Regions from separate parts of the Mus musculus genome. Here regions 1 and 2 are each linked to region 3. Evidence: chromatin contacts called from public HiChIP or PLAC-seq and promoter capture Hi-C data. All regions are on one chromosome and are shown on one strand. The core of a region is the stretch at or near the end of the contact, and the rest is flanking DNA. Distances in the headings are between cores, read along the strand shown.

Region 1 (4,383 bases), core at 750-3,249, 1.1 Mb after region 3:
GGCCTCACTAGGGAACCAATCACTTCCCAAATAACAGTGTCCCCTGGCACGGGCTCCCACTGGGAGTTTACATCCCTGCAGGTCTACACTCTTGGGATCTCCGATGGGTGTCCCTGTCACATACTCAGCCCTTCCGACCCACATGCCCTTTATCTTCAGTGCCAGGTGCCACACCCATCACACATCTGCCAGGGTGCAGAGGTATGTCCTAAGGGCACCTGCACTCTCCCTAAACACTCTCCTGGTGTCACTCCCCTCTCTCAGTTCAGCACACACCTGTGGCCCCCACCTGCAGAGCTGATTTGTAGGTGCGCTGTCTTCGGGGAACACCTGGGTACCTTGACAACCTAGACCTCCCCACTTAGGTGTGCGCACCTGTGACCCAGTACGCTCCCGGGCCAGCACCGCTGGCAGTAACCAATCCTCTGGGATATCTGCGTGCATACTGTATCCCCGCACACGCCCCTCAGGTCTATGGCTTACCTGTATGTTGCGCTTGCTCTCGCAGGCCGGCCCGGTGCCCTGCACCACACTGTCCAACACCGCCACCACGTCGGGCGCCGGCTCCACGAAGCAGGCGGTGCGCGCTGCACGAATGGCAGCCTGCACGTCGTCGAAGCGGAAGGCGCAAAGCGCGGCCGGGGCGTTGCGGGCACCTGGGGCGCCCTGGGGCCTCTCGAAGACAGCGAAGAACTGCTCGCGCGCGGGGAAAACCGACACGAGGCGGCTGTAGAGGTCGCCGCGGCCCGCGCCGCCCGCGCACTGCAAGCCCAGTTGGATGTAGGACTCGGTGAGCTTCTTGGCGTCGCCACCCGCGCCGCGGGGCAGGCAGATGCGCGCCAGCAGGCTGCGCGCCTGGCTGTCCTTGTCGCCCGCACGCGCCTCGCTGTTGAGCGCCAGGTACGCGTAGGGCTGCGCGCTGTGCGGTGGCACCGCCGGGTGCAAGAAGGCACGCACGAAGCCCAGCTTGTGCTGCTCCTTGGCGCCCTGCTTGATCTTCAGGATGTTATCGTCCGACGGGTTAAGGTCGAAGGTGAAGAGCTTGGCCAAGTCTCCACGCGCGTCCAGGGAGCGGATAGCGATCTCGGGCGTGTTCTCGAAGCGGTGGTCTTCTAGGCTACGGTTGCGCGGGAAGAAAGCGCTGCCGAAGCCGGTGTACGTGGCGCCCACGAGCAGACGGCTGCCCCCGGTGCCCGAGGTAGGCGGCAGCACCAGTCCCACAGTGGACGCGTTGGGGTGGTTGGCGGCCACGTTGAGCATGCTGGGGAACACGGTGACCGGTTCTGCGGTCGGCGCGGCAGGCGGAAAGCTCACGGCCAGGGCTGAGATGTTGCCCCGGCGCCTCAGCTGGCACAGACCCTGGTAGATGGAGCCGCACGCGACCACCAGACCCTGGCCCGGGTCCAACTGCAGGATTTTGTTGTAGTTGTCCGTGAGGCGCCGCGGGTGCTCGCACGAGGCCTGCGGGAGCTGCGGGGCGTGACACAGCGGGCTGTCCGGCACGGGACCCACGGTCGCCTCGGCTTCCAGGCTCAAGTTGGCACTCGACAGTTGGTACAGGCGGTTCACTGCCGCCAAGTACACGGTGCCCGCCGTGCCGTCCAGGGCGAAGTTGTTGGTGGGCGTGGGCGAGGGGAAACGGCGCTGGATCTCTAGGGCGCCGGCCCGTGCCGCCCCGAGCAGCAGCAGCAGAGGCAGCGGCAGCAGACCAGGGCCCCGCGAGTGAGGGCGCGGACGCAAGGGGACGGCCGCGGCGGCCCGGGCGCTAGGGGGTGCGCCGCCCGCGGCGCGACGAGCCATCCAGGCGAGCGCGGGCTGCGCGGCGCGGCGAGTGCATGGGGCGCGGCGCGGCCGGGAGCCGGGAGCTCGGAGGCGGCGAGAGGCGGGGGGGGGGCCCGGGCCGCGAGGCGCTTCCTGCCCGCGCCTGCCGCCCCCGGCCCCGGCGCCCCGGCCCGACTCTGGCGAGGCGCTCAGCCCGGGGGCGGCTCCGTGGAGACCACGCCCACAGCCCATCTCCCCGCCCCAGCAGCTTGGCCCACGCCCTTTCGCCCCGGGCCACGCCCCCGGCCACGCCTCTGGGCCACGCCCCGCGGTCCGAGGTCACTGGTGGCCGATACCCGGGCAGTCGCAAGTTGCCTGCCTCTTTCCTGGTTCCTGGCCAGCTCCTGGAATGTCTTCCTCTCGCTTGTTTGTTATCCTTCCTCTCTTTCTCCTCGCTCTAGTACCTTCTCTGTTCTGTTTCTGGGCTCCCGTTTGCCTTCCACCGCCTCTCAGAGTTTCGCTCTTTCAATCTCTCGGACTCCCCTACTCCGATCCTGTCAACTCCGCCCCGTGTCTCTCCCGCGTCACTCCCTCTCCCTCATCTGCGTTTCCTTTTTTTTTTTTTTCTTTCTGTTCCCGCTGCTCTCCCTCTCTACTCTTTTCCTCTCCTTGCCCCTAAAGCCCTCCATTTCCCCTCAACCGCCTGCCCCTTCTGGCCACAGTCCCCCTCCCCGCCCCCCCCGCCCCCCCCCCCCCCCGCTCACACCCCCTATGTTCTCCAAGCCTCACTCTAAAGACCAGCCAGACCAGGGACATCAGGCCCCTGGCTAACCTATGGTCTGTTCCCCGAACTGCTCTGTAAAAGGAGTTTGCAAGCAGCAGGCTCCGGGGACAAACTTGACAATCCCACAGCAAAAGTAGGAAACTGTGTTGAGAGGAAGTTCATTCCTCTTGCAAGGGCAGGCTGGGCTGAGCAGAACACCAGACACAGGGCCTTACTTTCTGGATAGAGCCAAACCCCGCAGACCCCCAGGACCTTGCCCTTAGGCCAAGGTTCTGAGAAACCTAAAGTCATTCCACATATGAGCTGGCACTGGGCACCGGACTCCTTTGACCTTCAAAGGAACAGGTAGGCCCTGGGATAAAGGCAAGGAGTCATTTTCCTAAGGTCATAGAAACCCAGGTGATCCTCTCCATAGCATGGGAGTGCCCACATAGGACCACACCAAATGCTAACCTCCTTACAAAGACTCAACCCACTTTCCGTGCATGGAAACTGAGGCCCCAGAAGTAAAGCCCAAAATACACCGCTAAGGGGGAAGGTGGGACACAGACCCATTGTTTGAAGCCACAGTTCCAGCTACAAGTTCTCAGTCAGGGTCTCCTAGCAGCTTGCAGCTGTCACTTGAGGCCTAGTGGCCCTCTCTCAGAGGGTGACCTTGCTCCCACCAGATAGGAAGGAAGGATGGGGAGGGGCTTTCCCTGTGCCTGAAGGGTCAGCAGCAAGGGCTCAGAGCCCAGCCATCCCCATTTCCCTGGCCCCCACCCCAACCTTCCTGTCCCTGTGCCTGCCTGCCGGCTTGCCTGCCATGTTCCAGCCCATTCATGGCCTTGGCTTTGATGGTCAGGAGTGTTCCTTGGCAGGAAATTGGAGACTTATGTCCTGCCTCCACCCCCAACTGAGCACCCAGGGGACTTGCCTCTACCTCTGTTTGGGGAAGGCCCGAGTCATGCTCTCCCTGTGAGCCACAGGCCCTCCACTCCACTGGACAGCCCCAGCACAGATTATAGGCTTGTCTTCCTCTGCCCTCCCTCTCTGTCTCTCTCCCTCTCTCTACCCTCTGTCTTCACACAGTATCTCTGGTCTCATTCTCCATCCTCTCCCCACCCCCTCCTTGCTTCCTTCCTGTCCCTCTCTTGCTTTCTTGCCGCATCCTGCAGCTCCCCCCACTGAGCCTCGAGGATAATGCTTTATGACATCTCGGTTTAGCTGGCCAGATGGATTGTTTTGTGTATTGTGGACAAACTTCCTGCTAAGCTGGTAGATTTCTGCCATCACCCCACCTTCAGCGTTTGGGACCTGAATTCTAGGGTCTGAATATATTCACATAAACTGAAGTAGGAATTATAGTGTGGCCTCCAGCAAGGTGCTTGCCCTCTCTGAGCCTGTTTCCTGTGGACCATATAATAGCACACTACTGCTAGGTTGAGTCATGGCCCCACAGCCCCTGCTAAAGTCGGGAGGAAGGGCAGGAGGAGGCAATAGATCATGGCTCCTGCCTGTTTTATGTCTTGAATCCCATAGTAGTTAATGGGTTATCTGGGGGTAAACACCACCCACAGTTCTGCCACCACTATCTCACAACCTTCTTTGCACCAGAAGACAAAACAGGGGTCACTGAGCCCATTTCACAGACGGAGAAACTGAGGCATCAGCAATAGGACTGGAACTCAGTTTTCTCTCTAAGACCAAGGTTACTCCTGGGTGGGCAGAGATGTGAGGAGGGAGTGGGGAGGGAAGTCCTTGCTGAGATTCTGGGGGTCCTCCCAGGATAAATAAATAAAATTGGGTATCCATTGGGAGACAGGTAGATGGCACCCAGCACACTGACGGAGGTAGTT
Region 2 (3,927 bases), core at 23-2,522, 1.5 Mb before region 3:
TGAACTTATGATCCACCTGCTTTAGCCTCCCAAGTCACTAGGTGTACAAACCTGCATGATTAGGCCGGCCTCCTAGTTGCAATTTGAACCGCAGAAGTCTGGAATCTGCAGCATTAAGGAAGAGGAGATACTAGTGTGCCCTGTCTTCCTATGTCCTCTGTTTCCCTACGTTGGGTCGTTTCTAGCATTCTATTTGACAGGGTTCTCCCTGCCTCCTCTTGTCTCACTCCATTCCACCTCTGCACCTTCTCTGTGTCCCTGGCTAGTTTGGAACACAGGCTGGTCAGGTGAACAGAACTAAGTTCCAGCCCATTTTCTTATGTGCGTTTCTAAACATGTTATTTAACCTGAATCTCCGGTTTTTGTTTGTTTGTTTGTTTGTTTTTCTTTTTTCCAGGACAAAAGATGATGCCTCAGTCTATTTCCCCATTAAGAAGTATAAATCTGTAAAATGGGGGCATCGAGAATTACCTACCTCCCTGGAATGTTCTGAGGATTAAGAGGTGATGCTCGTCAAGTGCCCAGTTCAGTGCCTGGCACAGAAGTGGGACTGCTTAATGGCTGGCTCCACCTGTGTGTCGCCCCAAGATCCCGCCTCCAGGGTCCTCGTCCTCTAGGGAGCCCCTAACACAACCCCCGCCTCTCCTACCTCCTCTCTGCGGCCTCCTACAGGCCCTGGGCCGCAGGAGGGGGCGGGGAGTTCAGGGCGATCGGAGCAACTGCTCCGGAACTGGCTATGGGCGGGCCCCCTGCAGTTGACGCGAGGGCGGGGACGGCCAGCCCAAGGTGGCCTGTAGGGCCGGGGTGGGGGTGGGGGTCTAAGGCCACCTACGAATCTCCGGGAGGTGGAATGCTAGGCCTGAGGAGTCCCGGGCTAGGAAGCAGCCCGGGGCTGGGGTGGGGCCCAGAGCCCAAATCTCAAGGGACTGGCTACCCGGCCGAACCCTACGGTTGCAAATGGGAGGAGCCCGGAGAGGATAGGGGAGCACCACCGGAAGAAACGTTTCTCCGGTTCGGCCTGTCCTAATTTGGTGCCCAACCTGAGGTCGGGCTGTACTATTGTCACACGGGGGGAGGCTACAACCAAAGCGACAAGCACTAAAGGCGCTGGCGGAATATGTGTAGCGATCCAAGGGGACTCGACCGCTACTGTCTCATAGCAGGTCTTCTACAAGTCCCAGAGGTCCCAGTGTGAAATCGCCCCGGAGATCTGAATATCTCTCGGCTCTCCCTCCCCGGTCCTACCCGAGATGGTCCAGCCCGGAAGTGCTGTCGGAGACTGCGGCTGCGCCTCTCTCGAAAGGGCAGGCGTCGCGGGTCCGGGCACTTCCGCACTTCCGCTTTCCGGCCCAGACAGCGCCCGCGATGGTGAGAGACCAGGGGTTGGGGTCCTCCCTGTGTTTTGCCTGTAGAGGCTGTGGGTCTGGGGGAGATGCTGCTTGCCGCTAGGGCTTGCGGCCCGAGGTTGCCCCGGGATGAGGAGGCACGGGGAGGATGGAGAGGCAAAGGGTGGGGCGAGGGCCGAGGCGAGGAGGAAGGGGCGAGCCAGGAGGCTCTCTGAGCAAGAGCAGGCCCGGAAGCTTCCAGGTTGGGAATCCCGGGCTAGAATGACCTCTCCCCGATGTTCGGAGGGGGCAGGAGACCGGGCTGCGAAGCCCGTGGTGGTGGCTTGCAGCTGAGGTAGGACCGCTCTGCGGGGCCTCCTCTCCGTCCACGGTAGAGGTTGGCTAAGTACAACCCCCTGTCCCTGCCTGCCTTCGCGGTCTCACGGGACCTCGAGGCAAGTGTCCACTTCATCTTCTTACTTCTTGGCGCTTCCTGGAAGCCTTGCCTTCCAGCTCCCAATGAAGGTTCTGTGTTGCTTGCCTGCATTCAGACTCCTTCCTAGATGTGCAGAACCGTGTTGACCTTAACGTGTGTAAATGTTGATGGCCGCTGGTCCTCCTCTTTCATGCTCGGGTTTGGGATCTGTGGGTGCTCCGTGCAGTTGTTCTCCGAAAGGTCCCAGGCTTCCCACTACTTTCTCTGGTCAGCCCTTGACGACCTGAGTTCTAAAGGCTGGACTGCTTGTTGCACGCCCGGGAATGCTCTCAGGGAAGAGACTTTGAAATTAGACCCTCTTTTTCAAAAGTCACTTTTTAAAGCTTGCTCCAGTGTTAGTCCTAACTGGTTTCATTCCTTAGCGTGAAAGCCATTTCCTGCTGACTGAGTTTTGACTTTGCGTTTTTAAGCATTCAAGTTTATTGTACAATTTCTTCAAGCCACTAAAGGGTAACTATCACAGGGCTGGTCATCTAAAATTTAGTTTTCTTTCAATGAACCTTGACAAAATAATCAGGTAGCCACAATCGAGGTAGAGAAAAGAATATTCTATCACTTTCCCAACGGTACTTGTCACCGCACACAACTAATTTTGCCTTTCCGGTTTTGCCTCTTCTTGGTTGACATAAGAGAATGCTGTGGTATGGAGCTAGAACCCACTGCTGAACTACATGACAGCTGTTTTTTAGCCTTTATCCCCTCTGTCTGATGTTTGTCTGTCCGTGATCCTGTGCTTGTCTCCGCTGCCCCACGCAGCCTGTGCCTCTTCTCTGCCACAAGTCTCACTTCCTTCTCCATCCCGTCCTCCAGAGAGCCTCTGTGCAGCGGTAGCCCTGTAACTTCCTTCTCAGAAAGTCCCAATGCTTCCTGCTACATTGAGAGAAAAACTCAGTGGAAAGCATTCTAGACTGTCTAGGGTTTTATCCCAGCCTGCCATTGCAGCCTGATCTGTGCAATTTAAAGCAGTTTTCACATACAGAAACCTTGCACTCGTTACCAGTTTGGAAAGTCTTAATGCTCTTGTGTAAATCTAGCCCTGCTTAAGTTAGTTCATTTGTTCATTTACTCTCCAGAAAATTGGTTTGACCTGATGTATAGGAGGTGCTGGGCTAGATACAACCTGACAACTGAATAGAAGTTGATGTCTGTAGACCACGAGAATTACAAACTGGTGAAGGAAAAATTTATTCCTAACGTTCTGTTGTGAATTTTATGTAAAGTGAACATACCATAAACTGTAAGAAATGCATTGAGGGGGAAGTCAAAAAGGCCACTTTGAGGAAGGAAGGGGCCTTCTCCACTGAGCTGAGCTCTGAGAGGCTGAGCTAAGCTGCGGGGAGGAAGGGCTGCAGGTGATGGATGCTCCAGCATGTGATAAGCCCTGGGGGGAGAGAAGCCTTGCCCGAGATAATGTAGCTGGTCATTGTAGCTGACCTTGTCCACTGAGAATGGACAGCTTTTACTTTTTCTCATTGTAGAACCGTCCTGATCCTGTATCTGGTCAAAACCAGTTTCTTTAGACAGTCTAGATTATTTTTAAGACTAGCTAGTTTTATATGTTGCCCTCTGTTAGCCCTTGTGATTCTCGCCCAGTTGAGCTGTTTGAGGGTAGAAGAGAGATCACTTCTGAATTCCCAGCAAGTTCAGGACATGGATTGATACACTTGTCAGTGCAGTCAGCAGATAGGGATATGGCTCCTTCTAGATCATCAGCCTTACCTAGCTCTGGCACTGGTGATGCTGTGTAATTCTGTTGTGCATGCCAGGATATTGCAGCATGTCTTGCCTGTGTGCACTTATATCTGTAGTATCCCTGTCCCCAGGCTATGACAGTCAACTATTTCTTCAAACTTTGTGAGATGCCAAGCTGGATTATCTGCTGCTGGGAACCACTCGAGATTTTGAGTGGACTGCATCTTGAAGACTGGCTGTAGTCTGTTCTGTGTGACAGCCCTGCAGGAAGCCTTCGGTACTGCCTGTTGTGTAGGAGCTGCAGTGAGGGACTGGCTTTGCTTGGCTGAGGCAGACTCTGACCCTTCCTGTGTCTTGGGTTTATTCCTGCAGACTGCCACTCTCCGCCCCTACCTTAGTGCCGTGCGGGCCACG
Region 3 (4,095 bases), core at 1,060-3,559:
GCCATGTATGATTGGTACCCATCCTTCCACACAGCCCTCGCAGTGGAGACCAGATGTGTGTGGTGTTTACAGCGAGGAAACCAGAGGACATAAACAACTGGCTCTGAGCACTACTCAGGTTTTGCTGCGCTTTTCTTAATTTCCTGTGTATTTATTTTGGTGTTAGAATAATATTACCTTTCATAATAAGGAAAACAGGAGCAGATGTTTAAACTAAACAGATGATAGCCTGGGATCCCACGCATCCACTCGGCTCTCAGCTTCTAGGTCTGCTCTTCCAAACATCGAAGGAAACAGGACAGCTAACTGTTGGCATTTGTGCTTTCTGTGGAACCACACACCCACCTGGGGGAGCTGCAGAACTTCCTCCTGGGACACAAGGAAGGAACCACTGTCCTAGCAGCCTCTACGTGCCTCACCCGGGCCAGCCAGGCACTCTGTTTTGTTTTTTAAAGATTATTTGTTGACAAAGAAATCACATTAAAAGTTTTGAGCTTTCGATGTGGATTCTTTTTTTCTTTTCTTTTTTTTTTTTTTTTTTTAAAGACAATGCATGAATCCCAGCAGAAATCGCGTCTGGTGGCTTCTGGAGAATCCAGCCTTTGAGACGAGAGGGTTTGGAAGCTGAGAAGCTGAGGTGCTTTTTATATGTAGAGGAAACTTGTCAAAGTAAAGTGATATCTTATTTTTAAAAAGGCAAAACAACAACAAAACCCCTTTAAATGAGATTTTTCCCCCATAAAGTTAATTTTAAAGCAGGCTTGAGAGAGAAAGGGTATGTTTTCAACAACTTAAGAAGCAGATCTTAAACTTTTACACGAACACAACCAACTCTGCTCCCTCTTTTAACTTCTGTTCAAGACAAAGCAGACAACTCTCTAGGATTACTAGGTGAGAGACCCCAGAGCCTGCTGCCCACAGCAGGAAGACACCAGGAAAGACTCCCGGCAGCCCCAGGTCTCTCCCTGCCCGGCCAGTGCCACAACTCAGCCCCATTACCCTGGTCTCAAATCGCACGTAGGTAAGATTCCAAAAGATGGGATTGGGGTTTTCTCCAGAGAAGCTTAACTTACTACAGGGAGTGCCCAGGGGAAGGGGAGGTGATGGGCAAATCTAGGGGTGGGGGTATTTTCCACTTTCTTCAGCCTTCCGGCTGCTTATGGTGTAATTGCCAGGGACTGGGGTTGGAGGGAGCCTGTCTCACTGTCAGCTCTCTGCACAGGAAATGGGGCGGCAGACAAAGAGCCCGGCCTGGGCTCCCTGACACCAGGCCCTGCCAGTCCCACAAACCTCACAGGAAAAAAACCCCTTGATGCCTGAGACAATGGCTCAGGAAAACAACAACTTACTGTGGCTTTCTGCTGTTGTTCCTCTACCACATGAAATTCAGAGCAAGGGTCCACACCGAACACTGTACACGGTGATACGTTTAAAAATAAGTCCCAAGGCCCCTCCCCTCTACTCCAGCACCCACATGTTTAACTTCTCCTTACTTCTGTAAATTCCTACTTATGCATAAAATGCCAACAAAATCAAAAGAGAAAAATCACTTATAATGTAACGATCTTGTCAGACCTTGCTAGTACATCACAAGTAAACTTTTAACAGCGTGTCTCCTCCAGCCCTCCCCGGCTGCCACCCTCCTGCCGGGCAAAAGCGAACTGTCCTGAAATGGTACACAACTCTCTTTCCACTCGCTCCACCATCACAAGAAAGACAAGAAAATGTTCATAAGCCAGTCAAAGCCCCCCTCCAAAGGAGGAGTGGCCATCACAAAAGCAAAGAGTACATTCTAGAACATCTACCTTCATAGCACAGAACGCCGATATTGTTGTTCATCTTGTCCAAGTATTGGTAGTTCAACAGGTCCATCTTCATAAACAGCATTTATCTGTCCGGCTAGCAAAGAAAAACAGTTCTTTGCTTTCACCCCCAAAGAGAAAGTTTCAAAATTCAGTCTTAGCTGAGTAGCTCCAGGCTCTCCTAAAACTTCAGGAAGACAGAGGCCCAGCCTCAGGAGATCAAAACAAAGTATGTAAAAGGTTTTTAAAAATCATACACACACACACACACACACAAAAATCAGACTCAAACAAAACCCGTCAAGGGCTTGTGGAAGGTGTCTGATTGTGTCTTCTATTCGGCTTTAAAAAATCATTTCAGAAGACTTCTCGAGCCCGTCTTGGGGGTTTAAAAAGAAAGCAGTAAAAAAGAAAAACACAAAGCACATTTCTCAGGACAAAGGCACTCTCCCTCACAGCCCGCTGCAAGCTGACTGCACTGACATGCGGGCTATGCTTGGTATGACTCGTATGTAAACCAGCTTCCTCTGCTTTTGGGAGGGGGTAGAGGGCTGCTGTGAGCATGCTCACTGGAGCCTCGGCTCAGGCTCCAGGCGCTGCAGAATTAGCAGGAAGCAGAAAGAGGCGGGGGCAGTGAGGCACAGGGGGTGAGGAGAGCCTTTCCTCCCCGGAGCCAGAGGCCGGCAGAGGCAGAGGCCGAGGAAGTAAACCCCAGCAAGTTTGTGGGTGTTTTGTTTGTGGGGGAGGCTAAGCACAAAGTTTAAAAAAGAAAATCTGCTGTGGAAGCAAAGTACAGGGAATTTAACTTTCCGTGACTTCGTTGCAAGGGCTGGGAATCCAGGGCTTCCACAGGGGTGTGCTCTGTTTGGTACAAGGTTTCTTTGTTTCTTTGTAAGATGGGTTTATTAAGTCCAGGGACACAGCGAGTGTTTACATTTTCTTTTTTTTTTTTTTTTTTTTTTTTTTTTAAAGATTTTATTTATTTATTTATTATATGTAAGTACATTGTAGCTGTCTTCAGGTCTCATTATGGGTGGTTGTGAGCCACCATGTGGTTGCTGGGATTTGAACTCAGGACCTCTGGAAGAACAATCAGTGCTCTTAACCGCTGAGCCATCTCTCCAGCCCGAGTGTTTACATTTTCAAAGTCAATGTTACATGTAACTTCCTTCCTAAACTCTGTAGCTGTACAGATGGACAGGACACCAGAGGCAAATCCGTCCTCAGAAGAGTAAACAGATCTGGGGACAAGTGAGTGGCCTACAGGTCTCTCTCTCCCTCTCTCCCTCCCTCTCTCTCTCTCTCTCTCTCTCTCTCTCTCTCTCTCTCTCTCTGTGTCTGTCTGTCTCTCTCTCTCGCTCTCTCTCTGTCTCTCTGTCTCTCTGTCTCTGTCTCTCTCTCTCTCTCTCTCTCTCTCTCACACACACACACACACACAAACACACACACACACACACACAAACGGGGGAGTGGGGAGCTGGCTGGAGAGGTGGTTCCGAGCACTGGCCACTTTTGCAGAACACTTGAGTTCAGTACCCAGCACTCATAAGCACCTGTAACTCTATTTCCATGGAACCTGACTCCCTCTTCTGGCCTCCATGGGTACCGCATGCAATGACACACAGACATTGGAAAAAAAAAATGTACAAAAAAAAAAAAATACTTTTTAAAAATCTGTTTTCCAAACTCATCTGGGAGGTTGTGACCAATCATGGAAACTTTAAAAATGTTCCAAGTTCAAATCCAGAGCAGTGCTGAGCTTCATCAGCATCATGGAAGAAAGGAAAAGACCTGCTCTAAGTGACTCTGCTGCAGCCTGGCAGAGTGGCACCAGCCTGTAATTCTAGCAGTCGGAATCCGAGGGAGAGGAACTGCCACAAGTTCCAAGACCTCTCTGGGCTACTGTCAGCTCTGTCACACCTTCCCAAGACTTCATTACAGTCACTTATTTTAAGATTGAAGCAATCCCCTACAGATGGAGGGGTACACACAAAACGCTTAGCAACTTCTCCTCCATGACTCAACATCAAATATGATGGTTTGTAGGCAAGGGGACACCAAGCTCAATCCCAGGGACCTATGTGGTAAACGGAAAGAACAAACTCCCCCCAAAGTCAGACGCAGACATGCTCAGCTTCCGTGTCCCCCCCCCCCCCAAAGATGGGGTCTCACTTTAAAGCCCTGGCTGTCCTGGAACTCACTATGTAGATGTGACTGACCTCAGACTCACAGAGATCCGCCTGCCTCTGCCCATCCAGTGCAGGGATTAAAGCTGTGTGCCACCATGCCTGCT

What was found. Promoter capture Hi-C pulls out the DNA fragments that hold promoters and counts their contacts. HiChIP or PLAC-seq counts read pairs in DNA pulled down with a chosen protein or histone mark.
Region 1: a promoter capture Hi-C map of pre-B cells shows a contact between it and region 3, with 3 times the contacts expected there. The contact joins the promoter of Plxnd1 here to the promoter of Vgll4 in region 3. A contact is called at or near these places in 1 of 39 promoter capture datasets (pre-B cells), 1 of 484 Hi-C or Micro-C datasets (CD4 T cells) and 2 of 115 datasets of contacts at active chromatin or transcription factors (bone marrow-derived dendritic cells and microglia).
Region 2: a FOXA1 HiChIP or PLAC-seq map of pancreatic cancer cells shows a contact between it and region 3. The contact joins the promoter of Arpc4 here to the promoter of Vgll4 in region 3. A contact is called at or near these places in 1 of 39 promoter capture datasets (cranial neural crest) and 1 of 115 datasets of contacts at active chromatin or transcription factors (pancreatic cancer cells).

The regions. Positions count from the first base shown.
Region 1 is chr6:115,993,006-115,997,388 of GRCm38.p6, forward strand. Plxnd1 (plexin D1) reads right to left here and starts at 2,000. Exons shown (of 36, transcript NM_026376.3): 1 at 484-2,000. The coding sequence starts at 1,800.
Region 2 is chr6:113,376,841-113,380,767 of GRCm38.p6, forward strand. Arpc4 (actin related protein 2/3 complex, subunit 4) reads left to right here and starts at 1,273. Exons shown (of 6, transcript NM_026552.3): 1 at 1,273-1,368; 2 at 3,886-3,927. The coding sequence starts at 1,366. Tada3 (transcriptional adaptor 3) reads right to left here and starts at 998. Exons shown (of 10, transcript NM_001372392.1): 1 at 476-998; 2 at 52-105. The coding sequence starts at 57.
Region 3 is chr6:114,919,512-114,923,606 of GRCm38.p6, forward strand. It overlaps Vgll4 (vestigial like family member 4), which reads right to left and starts at 2,310. Exons shown (of 5, transcript NM_177683.3): 1 at 1,806-2,310. The coding sequence starts at 1,887.